Regions from separate parts of the Mus musculus genome. Here region 1 is linked to region 2. A link is a contact called in public HiChIP or PLAC-seq data. All regions are on one chromosome and are shown on one strand. Each heading gives the region's core, a stretch centred on a gene start, on an enhancer-like site or on the middle of the called end of the contact. The rest is flanking DNA. Distances are from core to core; before and after follow the strand shown. Region 1 overlaps Evi5 (ecotropic viral integration site 5). Region 2 holds the start of Gfi1 (growth factor independent 1 transcription repressor).

Region 1 (5,601 bases), core at 2,279-4,778, 69 kb before region 2:
TCTCTGCACTTTGATCACTTGCCAGCTTCTGTGTTAGCTACAGCCCACTGCACGGGGAAATTTGTCTGATGAATTGCAGTAACTTATGGTATAGAAATGGAATTTATATTTTTGGTTGTGAACCTAGCCTTTAACTGCTGAGCCATCTCTCCAGCCCTAGAAATGGAACTCAGAGGGCAAGTTGATAGTCTATTCATTTATCAACCAAAGATTTTCTTTACTATTTGGAAAGTGTGAAACACCTGAAGGGGACGCCAATGATATATGTACATTTTTAACTTCTTTTGAAAATGCTTGTGACAAAATAAATGCTGCTTTAGGTATATTCCCACAAATGTATCTACTTGTGAGAGAAATTAGGGAAAGAGCAAAATGTAGCAATCTGTAAGACAGAGAGGAATGAGTTTTTAAAAAGTAGGTACTGGGGTGGTGAAGCGCACACCTTTAATTCCAGCACTTAGGAGGCAGAGGCAGTCAGATTTCTGAGTTTGAGGCCAGACTGGTCTACAGAGTGACTTCCAGGACAGCCAGGGCTACACAGAGAAACCCTGTCTTCAACCCCCCCCCCCAAAAAAAAAAAACCCTACACAGTTTCAGAATGGTGGACTTTGTTTGAATGGGGTGGGAGGGTTGGGGAACTGGGGGAAGGTTGAGAGGGTGGGAGGATGGGAAGAGAGAGAGATCTAGTAAATGTTGAACTTGGTCTTTGAGGGGTCCTGTGAGACGACTCAGTGCGAGGAGACAGTTGCTGCAAGGCCTCGGAGGACCTGAGTTGGGTCCCCTGGATTCACACTGTGAAAGAGAACTGACTCTTGCAGGTTGTCCTCTGCGCTCCATGTATGTGCTGTGGAGCATCCCCACCCCAAAACCAGTGATATGTGTAATATAATTTTAGAAGAACATGGCTTTTAAAAAATGAATTTTGAAAAATACCCAGGTTTGCAACAGTTTAAATTAAGCTGGGCATGGTGGTGTGTATCTGGAATCGCAGCTCTTAGGAGGCCTGAGACAGGAAGAGCATATGTCTAGCCAACCAGGAGTACTAATTACAAAGCAAAAGCGTCTCTTAGCAAACAGTGCTTACACACGTGCTCTGTAAAGTTTGTTCATCCTCTATAGAGTACTTGTTGCGATATAGTAATGTTTTATGCTTTAGCGTCACTTAGCTCGAACTTCTGGAAGATGGAAAGACCCACCCAAGAAAAATGCTGTGAATGAGTTACAGGATGAGCTGATGAGCATTCGCCTTAGAGAGGCGGAAACACAGGCAGAAATAAGAGAGATGAAGCAAAGGATGATGGAAATGGAGACACAGGTATGGCGGGCAGGCCCAGGTGGGTGGAATACATCTCTAGATCCAAGTCTTACACAGTTGTTTTCTCAAAAGTAACTGACTATAAAGTTAGGAAGAGTGAAAATGTAGGTTTTAAATGCGAAGTTTGAATGCCATGCCACTGTGTTTAAGGGAGTGGTAAGTGAATGAGGTTCACGGTGGTGTAATCCTGAGAACTGACATAAAAGCTGAGGTCTAGACAGTAGTTTCTAGTCCTCACGCAGACAGCTAAAACCTACCTATTGCTGTCTGCTCCTGTTCTTTTAAGACAGCACCTGTTACCAAAGCGGGAGCTCCAGCAATGCACCATTGTTGTTGTTGTTGTTTGTTTCAATTAAGCTGGCTGGCTAGCAACTTCAGTCTGTCTGTGTAACCCTAGAGTTATAAATGTGAGCCCACCTTTCATATGAGTGCTGGGGATCTAGACTCAGGTCTCCAGGCTTATGCAGCAGGCGCTCTCACTGGGCCATTGCGCCAGTACTGTTTGCTTTGTTTTAGCTTTGTTTTTGTGGATTATTATTATTATTATTATTATTATTATTATTATTATTATTATTATTATTGAGACAAAGTTGTGCTATATCCCTGGCTGGCTTGTCACTCACTCTGTATCCTGGATTGGCCTCAAACTAATGACAGATAATGCCCCAGCCTCCCAGTGCTGGCATTATAGGCAGAAAGATTTTTTTTCTTCTGAGATACAATCTCTGCTTTGACCCTTCAATAAAATTGAAACAAGTTAGACTTTTGGGCTTATTAGTAAAACTCATAGAGTTGCCTTATTGCACAAATTAAGAAGGAAAATTTATGTAGAGCAAGATTCCTCAACTTGAATATTTTTTAAACGTTTGAGCAAGAAATTATTTGTTTTATTTATCTAGCCTGTGCATTATAGGATTTTTAGCAGCATCCTGGCTCTGCCTACCAGATGGTTTTCTGTGTAATGGCTAAAACTGTCTCTATACATTTCCAGTAGAGAATCATGTGTCTGCTACAATGTGCATTCTGCCTTTTCAAGTATGATCCTGAGTAATTAAGTCTCCTAATGTTCCCTTTTCTGTATTAAATGCCTATCTTAAATATATTTGGCCTAAGATGTGCAAATCATTTTGTTTATAAAACCTGTTGTATTGTAAAGGTAAGTTTGGCTTTTTTGAATTACATTCTTCTGAGCTATATTTCACATAAGGTTGTCCTGTGGGATCCATGGGGCAGATTACAGAATCTCTGCTAGTACTGCAATCTTCAGGTGCTCAAGTTCCTTAAATAAAATGGTTTATTATTTTTATATAATATTTGTAATAATATATGTATATGCATTCTCCAGTATACTTTAAACCATCCTTAGGTACAAGGCCTAATATAGCACTAATAGAAATAATTTTTACAGTATACTGTTTAGGGAATAATAAATGTCTACACATGTGCAGTACAGATACACTTTCAAAAACTTCAATCCTTAGCAGTGTGAATTCATGGATACATAGGAGGGGTAACTAAGCATGTGATTGGTTTTCAGAGGATCTCTTCAGTCAGTAGGGGGCATAGTCTACTCATGCGGCACTTTGTATCTCAATGACATTCCATGTCAGGCACGAGATAGTGAATAAGCAGTTCTTAGGATAAACATAGCTTGTTTCTTATCATCTAATTACTTTCAAAAAGTTTTATTGAAATTAAAAATATGAAAGAGGCTAGAATTAGGAAAAGTAGAAATTAGATTTTATAGTGGAAAGTTTTATTTTATGAGCAAAATTCATTTATATCTCTACGTAAGCTTATATATGATTATGACCCATATATATATCTCCTATCAGATAATTCAATTTCTGTGTCATCCTAAGGCTGATTCTGCACACTGGTTGGTCTCTTGTTATGTACTTCTGTCTCTCCTTGCTTTGTCACATGCTTTGTAAATTATTGCACACATTTTCATGTGCCCCAATAAGTGTACACCAAGAAAGATTGGTTATCTTGAAACAGACATCCATAGTATGGGGAAGGGGCTAGATAGCAGCAATTGGGTATCTTGTATAGGGCAATAAATAACTAAGGTAAATAGTTTTTGTGCCTAGCAATGGGTACATATTTCCCTCTGCCAGGCCTTTCATGTGGCAAGTTTGAGTTAATACTGTCAGATGGGCTGAGCTGAGTTTTGCTCTGTGGTTATGCGAAGTGCACTTCAGGGTTCAAATTCCTTTGGCATTACCTCATTTTCAGAACGAGGGCTGGTTTCCCAGACAGCTTTTGTCCTGTCTGTATTCTGTGTCATATCCTAGAGTCGGGACTGGAGTCAGCAGTATTCCTCTATTACTGTTGCAAGGAATTAGAGGGGCAAGGGTGTTTTCTGATAATCCTCAGCCTTAGCCTCCATTTTGTTTTTGTATCAGAGGTATTTGGAAATAATTGCCTGGTTAAATGTATTCTAAAGGCAGTAATTATATCTTGATTTTGAACAGGCCCTCAGAAGAACTTGCTGCGTTCATGCATGTTACATATTATTTCGTACACAGCTTGTAAGCCTCTGGGTGATTGGGTGCCGCTGTGGTCGTCTGTGCTCAGTGTTCATTTGATTTGGTCTTTCTAATCTTCTGTTTATTCTGACTGCTGCATCTTTCCTTCCTTTCCTTCCTTCCCCTTCCCCTCTTCCTTCTTTGTTGCCCAGGCTGGCCTCAAACTCATGATCCATGCAATAGCTAGGATTATAGGTGTGTGTATCATTCCACTTGGCTTTCTCTGACTTCCTGAAATTGAGGTTGCCTTTATTCTTATACGAGCACTTAATTGAGTAAAGTTTTGTAGGCTGAAAACAATCTCTAAAGCATTACATATTTGCTGGAAAGTGCCTTCATTCTCTTTCCTTCATATATACTGTGTTTTCCTTGACTTGCATATTTCGTTAGCACTCTGAACCTCTTCTTACTTTGGGTCATGGTTTCACCAAGTCACGTGGACTTGCCTTGACTTCACAGCATAGTCCAAGTTGGCTTGGAATTTGTGATCCTCTTGTCTCAGCCTCCTGAGTAGCTGGGAATATAACCTTACCTAACTAGGCCTAGACTTTGCCCACTTTTTTTTTCTTTTCTTTTCTTTTCTTTTCTTTTCTTTTTTTTTTTTTTTTTTTTTTTTTTTGTGGCAGGCAGGGGAAGAATAAAATTTTCTCAAATATTAATGGACCTTAACATGGCTTTTTAAAAATGCTGAAAAATTGGACCTTCTTTTATTTTCTGTGTCTTATACATTCTTTTTCAACACTAATATTTTTCAGTATTCATGCCTAATCTTATATTTAATCCTTTCATTGTGTGTGTTATGAATATGTACATATTTGTATATGTTTGGGTGTGAGTATGGAGGCCAGAGGTTGACTTGGGGTGTCTTCCTGGATCACTGTTCATGTTATTTTTTGGGACAGGTCTCCCTTTGAACCTAGAGTTCATTTATTGGCTAGGATAGGTGCCAATGAGCTCTAGAGGTCGTTATCTCTGTCTTCCCTTGCTGTTTGCACCCCAGTGTTGGGGTTACAGATATGTGCCACTATGCCCATCTTTTATGCTGGGTGTTAGAGATGAAAACTGAAGTCTTTGTGGCCATACACGACAAGCATTTAACTTACTGAGGTGTTGCTCCAGCCCTCATTGGATTCCTAGTATCAGCAGTTATATTGGTTTTTAGAAATTTTATTTGATTAGTTTTTAAATTTGCAAAATTTCAGAGACATGATGACACACCTTTATTATCTTTTAAAAGACTTATTTATTATATGTATATGAGCACACTGTAGTTGTCTTCAGACACACCAGAAGGGGGCATCAGATCCCATTACAGATGGTTGTGAGCCACCATGTGGTTGCTGGGAATTGAACTCAGCTCCTCTGGTAGAGCAGCGACTGCTCTCAACCACTGAGCTATGTCTCCAGCCTGGTGACACACATTTATAATTACAACATTCAGCAGGGAAAACCAGAATGGTTATGAGTACCAGACTAACCCAGCTACATACTAAGACAGTAGCTCAAAAATTAAAGTATTTTTGGCCAAATTCACTGTTCCACCTCCCCCTGCTCTGACTTTGAAGTGGCACTGTGTTCTTCAGGGTGGCCTTGATCTTGGGTCTCAAGTGCTGAGGTTTTGGGCCTGCCCTGCTCTGCCACTTCTGCACGGCCTCTCATGGCTCCTCTTCTTAGTATGCTTTTCTTCTTCCCTTTATATCTTTAATAATTTAAGCATTTATTTTATTTGAAGTCATAAAATTACCTCACTATGAG
Region 2 (5,497 bases), core at 315-2,814:
GAGGACTGGTAGGAGTACATTGACACTGTGGGGACGTCCCGAGGGCGCAGGCGGGTCCCCACCTGCTGCAGAGCATCGGCTGCTGGGTTCTGGAGCCACCCAAGCGGTGGAGCGAAAGATCTGGAATAGAGGGGCACACAGTTTAGCGGTTAGATAGCAGAGTGGGATCCACGCAGGAAGAAAACATCTGGTGGGCATGTGGCGGCAGCGGGCTTCTGGAGGCCTCCTTCTGAGCGCCTTGCCTTCAGCTCCCGAATTTCCAGCCTCAGATGACCAGGGGAAGCCTGGCGGGCCGCTGTGCCAGGAGCGTGCCGCCCCGCCCCCTGGACGCCAGCTGCAGCACGAGGTTGCCTTCCCACGCGCTGGGCCTCCTTGCCATCCCCTTACCCCTCCTACCCGGAACCCAGCAAAGCCCTCCGAAGCGTAGGTTTGTGGCCTGGGCGAGGACGCCACCTCTGTGTCTACCCTGTCCCGCGTGGTGCTGACGCGCAGACCCAGCGCGGGACCAGACAGCCCTGCTTCCCACGGGTCCCGTTCTTGGCTATCGCAGGACCGAACCTCATCGAGGCCTCCAGAACTCTTGCCCTGTTTTCTTGCTCTTCATGCTTGCTTTAAGAATTGTCCTCTGGTTGGAGCGTCTGGCTGTACAGACAGGGAGTGCGGGAAAATTAAAGCGCCGGAGCCTGGGTTCTGGGAGCCAAACCCGACCAAGGCGTGTGACTATACATTATGACTGGGAATCTGAAGCAGGAGTCCTTGGGCTCCTTTTAAGTGGGTACAACAGGGTGTGTTCTGTACGCGCTCCTGGGGGGGGGTGGCGAAGAGGCTCGGGTTCCTCAGTCTGAACTGCACGAAGCCCAAAGACCCGGGGCGTGCGCCGGCCTGTGCCCCAGTCTTTGAGCCCGCCGCCGCCGTTCAGCCTCTATTGCCTTGGACCTTGGAGGCAGGCGGATTCGTTTCACCCTAGGCCTCCCTAGGGTCGCCCCCGGAGCGGGCCAGGAGCTGGGACGCAGTCTCAGCCCCGCCTCCTGCAGGGCTCAGGTTTCGACCCGAGATTAGGTGAACTGATTGGGGGTTAAAGAGAGCGACGCCAGCTCTCGGTCATGCTCAGGGACCCTGGCCTCCTGGCCAGGCCTTCTGGCCACTGCTCACTCGTGCGCGCTCCGGTTTCATCTTGCTGGCCCGCGAAGTCGTTGGCACTCATTAAATTTGGGCACCGCGTGTTTGCCAGTAAGCACGCAGTTTAAACTCAACTTCCCTAGGACAAGATTTTTGGTGAGCAGATCAGAAAATAATTCTTTCTGGGACTTAGTTTCTGAAGCAAGGCCTACAGGTCTGGAATGTTTCTCAGTGGTCGCCGTCCTGGCCGGTGCCACACCACTATTCCAGTGGGCGTTTCTCCTGGGACAAGTGTTGGTCCTTTGCCACTCCCACCTCACTTTCCTGTGCCTCTGGCTTCCTGACTTCTGCTCCAGCCACTGCAGCACATAGTCCCTAGGCAAACCAGTCCCTAGTACGCCCCTCTTTCGCTTCTGTTCGTCGCGGGGCTCCTGGAGGTTTTGGCTCCAAGCCCCTTCCGGGTCCCAAACACTGATGCCCCCTGACTGGCTAAACTAAGCCACGCATCCCTGGCGTGAGCCACAACCCAGAAGGGAGCAGGTGGGCTTGCAGGGTTGACTTGGGATAACGGACCAGTTGTGGACTACTGCTCTCAGGAGAGTGATGATCTAGCTTTGGTAGGGAAGGGGAGGGGCTGAGGCGTGGGCAGGGCAGAGCAAAGGGACCAGAGCCAGAGCCTGGGGACAGGTTTTACCACTGAGCTGTTGCAGTGGCGGCGGAGGCCGGGATTCGTGCCACCTGTCCGAGTGCCACCTGGTGAGCGTGGCGCCTGGGTCCAGGCCCCTCCTCCCGCGGCTTCCCTCTCTCCTCCCTGGCCCACACTCTTCCTTGGCCTGGGAACCTACCACAACCGCCATCGGTGCTGACCCTCGTTTCCACCCAATTTTCCCCCTTCTCTCAGAACTCAGAGTATCCGAGGGTCCAAACATTCGTCCAGCGGCTGACCACCATGCCGCGCTCATTCCTGGTCAAGAGCAAGAAGGCGCACAGCTATCACCAGCCGCGTTCTCCGGGGCCGGACTACTCCCTGCGCCTGGAGACCGTGCCTGCGCCGGGCAGAGCAGGTGCGAAGCGCGCAGAGGCCGGGTAGGGCAGCTGCCGAGGACACCGACTCTGCTCCAAGCCACCTCGTTTCCTAGGAATCGGGGGAGGCTATCCTAACGCCCCTCGGGTGCTTTTTTGTTTTTGTTTTTGTTTCCCGGTGCTCAGATTTGCTGAGCTTGCCAGAGATGCCCCTGGCGCTCGCAGTCGGCTCTTGAATTCGGGAGGGAGGGCTCCCGGTTGGGTCAGAGTGGACAGAGGAGGACACGGGCGCCACGGTGGAACCACTTCAGTTCGGCCAGGTTTAGGTTTATTTCTCTCCTGAATCTTTTCCGCAGAGGGCGGCGCTGTGAGTGCAGGCGAGTCGAAAATGGAGCCCCGAGAGCGTTTGTCCCCCGACTCTCAGCTTACCGAGGCTCCCGACAGGGCCTCCGCGTCCCCCAACAGCTGCGAAGGCAGCGTTTGTGACCCCTGCTCCGAGTTCGAGGACTTTTGGAGGCCCCCTTCTCCCTCCGTGTCTCCAGGTAAGCCTTGATTCGAGGTCTTGTGGCAGAGTTCTGGAGTCGCAGCACGGAGGGAAGCCCGCACAAGGGATGCAGAGGGTCGGCCTAGGGATCTGGCTCCTAAGGGAACAGGGTTCAGGGGAGGCATCCAGCTTTTGTGCTGGACACCTTGCCCAAAGTGTCCTCTGCCTCCTTCTAAGTCCCTTAGCTCCAGGCTGGCCCTTAATTCGTTTGCCTGGAACTAACAGGCGAGGTCAAACGAACTGGTCCTTCTCTGGCTGGCATTTCTTTTATGTCCAGAATTCATTGTTTAGAAATTGTCAGATCCCAGAATCCAGGACCCAGACCTGAATACTTCAAACAAGAGACCTGGGCAGTCTGAGCGGTACAGAGCTGGGCACCACACTGGAGTGCAAGGCTGCTGCTGAAAATCTCAGCTCGCTGGCTCTGTCTTCAAAAGTTTCATTTTCTCCCCTTCTGCTAAGAGGGCCCAGGCAGGGGCACCAGCATGCTCGGGCTCATTTCCAGGGAGCAATTGACTAGAGTTGATGGGGGTGGGGTGGGGGTGGGGTGGGGGTGGAGGTGGGGGGGGATATCTCGGGTCACAGCAGAAGTAGAAAGGAGACCAATCCAAATTCTACTAAGAGCAGGCTATTTCCCTTTCACACTATTAGCTCATTCACCCCCACAAGCAGAGGGTTGGTTCTTCCTAGCTGTGTGACCAAGCTGCTATGGGACAGGTCCGCCCAGAATGGAGTGTGCATTTACTTGCATTCATTCAATATCCAATTTTAGCAAAATTCACGTGTGTGAAGGGAGAGGAGTTCTTCTGAAGGTAGTGTAATTTTTAACTGTAATTTTTCATCAGAAATTTATCAGGGATGGGCATACTTCGCGCCCTTGTCTGCTGCCCCTTGCGTCATAGCTTTGAGAAATCTTGGGGACATTCCAGTTTGTTTAGTCTGATACTCCTAGATAACCTGGACTCAACGTGGATCGGCCTTCTCCGTTCTTCCTAATCTATTGCAAAGAGAAAGGAATTGAGTAGAGGAGTACTTGAAAGGAGTCAGGACCCTAGACCTAAGTTCTCCTGTCTGTCTCAATCTTTCTAGCAGGTTCTGGGGACTGGGGGTGGGTGGGGTCCAGCCAGAGAACCATCAAAACGAATTTACCCACCTCTTCAACCTGTATCATTTTAAGTATCACTTTACTGCTCTGTCACTGGTCCTGGAAGCCCCGCGGGCCTACCTGAGTTTCACCCCGGGTGTCGGGGGTACTTGGCTTTCTAATCAGCTAGGGCGCCTGACAATAGTGATGGTGCACTGCGGGCTCCGCCCAGCAGCCTCGAACTTGACTCAATGGCCTCCTGTGCCTTCACAGCGTCGGAGAAGTCACTGTGCCGCTCTCTGGACGAAGCCCAGCCCTACACGCTGCCTTTCAAGCCCTATGCATGGAGCGGTCTTGCTGGGTCTGACCTGCGGCACCTGGTGCAGAGCTATCGGCAGTGCAGCGCGCTGGAGCGCAGCGCGGGCCTGAGCCTCTTCTGCGAGCGCGGCTCGGAGCCGGGCCGCCCGGCAGCGCGCTACGGCCCCGAGCAGGCTGCGGGCGGAGCCGGTGCGGGACAGCCAGGGAGCTGCGGGGTCGCCGGGGGCGCCACCAGCGCTGCGGGCCTGGGGCTCTACGGCGACTTCGCGCCTGCGGCGGCCGGGCTGTACGAGCGGCCGAGCACAGCAGCAGGCCGGCTGTACCAAGATCATGGCCACGAGCTGCACGCGGACAAGAGCGTGGGCGTCAAGGTGGAGTCGGAGCTGCTTTGCACCCGTCTGCTGCTGGGCGGCGGCTCCTACAAATGCATCAAATGCAGCAAGGTGAGGCTCGCGCGCGCCTGGCCTCATCAGCCCTGTGTCCCCAGTCCGTGACCCTCCAGCATGCGCACCCCGCGACCCCCCTCAGCGGCCTTCTCCCTGGCCCCCCACTCGCCCTCAGGTGTTCTCCACACCGCACGGGCTGGAGGTGCACGTGCGCCGGTCCCACAGCGGCACAAGACCCTTTGCGTGCGAGATGTGCGGCAAGACCTTCGGGCACGCGGTGAGCCTGGAGCAACACAAGGCAGTGCACTCCCAGGTAAGATCGGCGCTGGCGGCCTGACGCTGCACTGGGGACCTTTCAGCTTGTCCTCCGAATCGGCACCAGCCATTTTCCCACTGCCTCCCGGTGCCCCCTCTGCTTGCTCCTATTTGGGGGTGCAGAGAAACCTGGGTGACAGAAGTCCTGGAGTGTGCTGCAATCTTAGATTGCAGTGTCGCACCGCTGTGAGTCTCCAGCAGTGGAATTCTGTTGGAGATTTGTTGACATTTGCTGCTAATGCACTGACTTTACTGTTTATGTTCCCTTCATCCTTCCTGACTGGCAAGGGAGGGTCTCAGTTCATGCGCAGCGTCCAGTAGCGAATGCTGGTCATTCATTCATTCATTCATTCATTGCTTTATAACTTGCCTAAATCTAAGGCTTTAGGCACCTGAGAATCCTGTAGCACAGCAGGTCCTGTATGGTGGATTAAAGAGAGGGAGATAAGCAAAATACTACACAAGTGTCTGTGACAGCAGCCCATCTGGTCCAAACCCCACAGTGACTGGGGAGGAGGGGCAATCTAAGTGGCTGAGGTCCTGCTGAGGAGGGTGTCAATGGGTGTCAAAAATGCAGGGCGGAGCTACGCTTTTGTCCTGGGGTGTGGAGGGTTGTGGCTGTAAAGTGTTTTAGTAGTTAATCAGTAGGTGTTGAATGATGGGGTGGAGGGAGAGAGGAGAGGGTTTCTGGCTCTGGGAGATCAGTAG

The links. HiChIP or PLAC-seq counts read pairs in DNA pulled down with a chosen protein or histone mark.
Region 1: an H3K4me3 HiChIP or PLAC-seq map of the SCID.adh cell line shows a contact between it and region 2, with 29 read pairs. The contact joins the enhancer-like site here to the promoter of Gfi1 in region 2. A contact is called at or near these places in 3 of 15 datasets of contacts at CTCF or cohesin (CD8 T cells, large pre-B cells and thymocytes), 24 of 484 Hi-C or Micro-C datasets (B cells, CD4 T cells, CD8 T cells and 13 more), 13 of 115 datasets of contacts at active chromatin or transcription factors (CD8 T cells, DN3 thymocytes, the SCID.adh cell line and 9 more) and 3 of 9 other capture datasets (adipose tissue, liver and pancreatic islet).

Annotation. Positions count from the first base shown.
Region 1 is chr5:107,791,413-107,797,013 of GRCm38.p6, reverse strand. It overlaps Evi5 (ecotropic viral integration site 5), which reads left to right. Exons shown (of 20, transcript NM_001378824.1): 16 at 1,157-1,315. Among named protein-coding and RNA genes, the nearest start is that of Ube2d2b, 36 kb to the left of the region's middle. Within about 2 kb of position 3,528, at least 58 of the 459 cell types and tissues checked have an H3K27ac peak or open chromatin away from gene starts, as enhancers often do. A contact at or near this core is called in the SCID.adh cell line and pancreatic cancer cells, where this site is marked.
Region 2 is chr5:107,720,410-107,725,906 of GRCm38.p6, reverse strand. It overlaps Gfi1 (growth factor independent 1 transcription repressor), which reads left to right and starts at 1,564. Exons shown (of 6, transcript NM_010278.2): 1 at 1,564-2,183; 2 at 2,499-2,684; 3 at 4,044-4,531; 4 at 4,650-4,787. The coding sequence starts at 2,069. RefSeq lists promoters at 1-148, 1,545-1,933.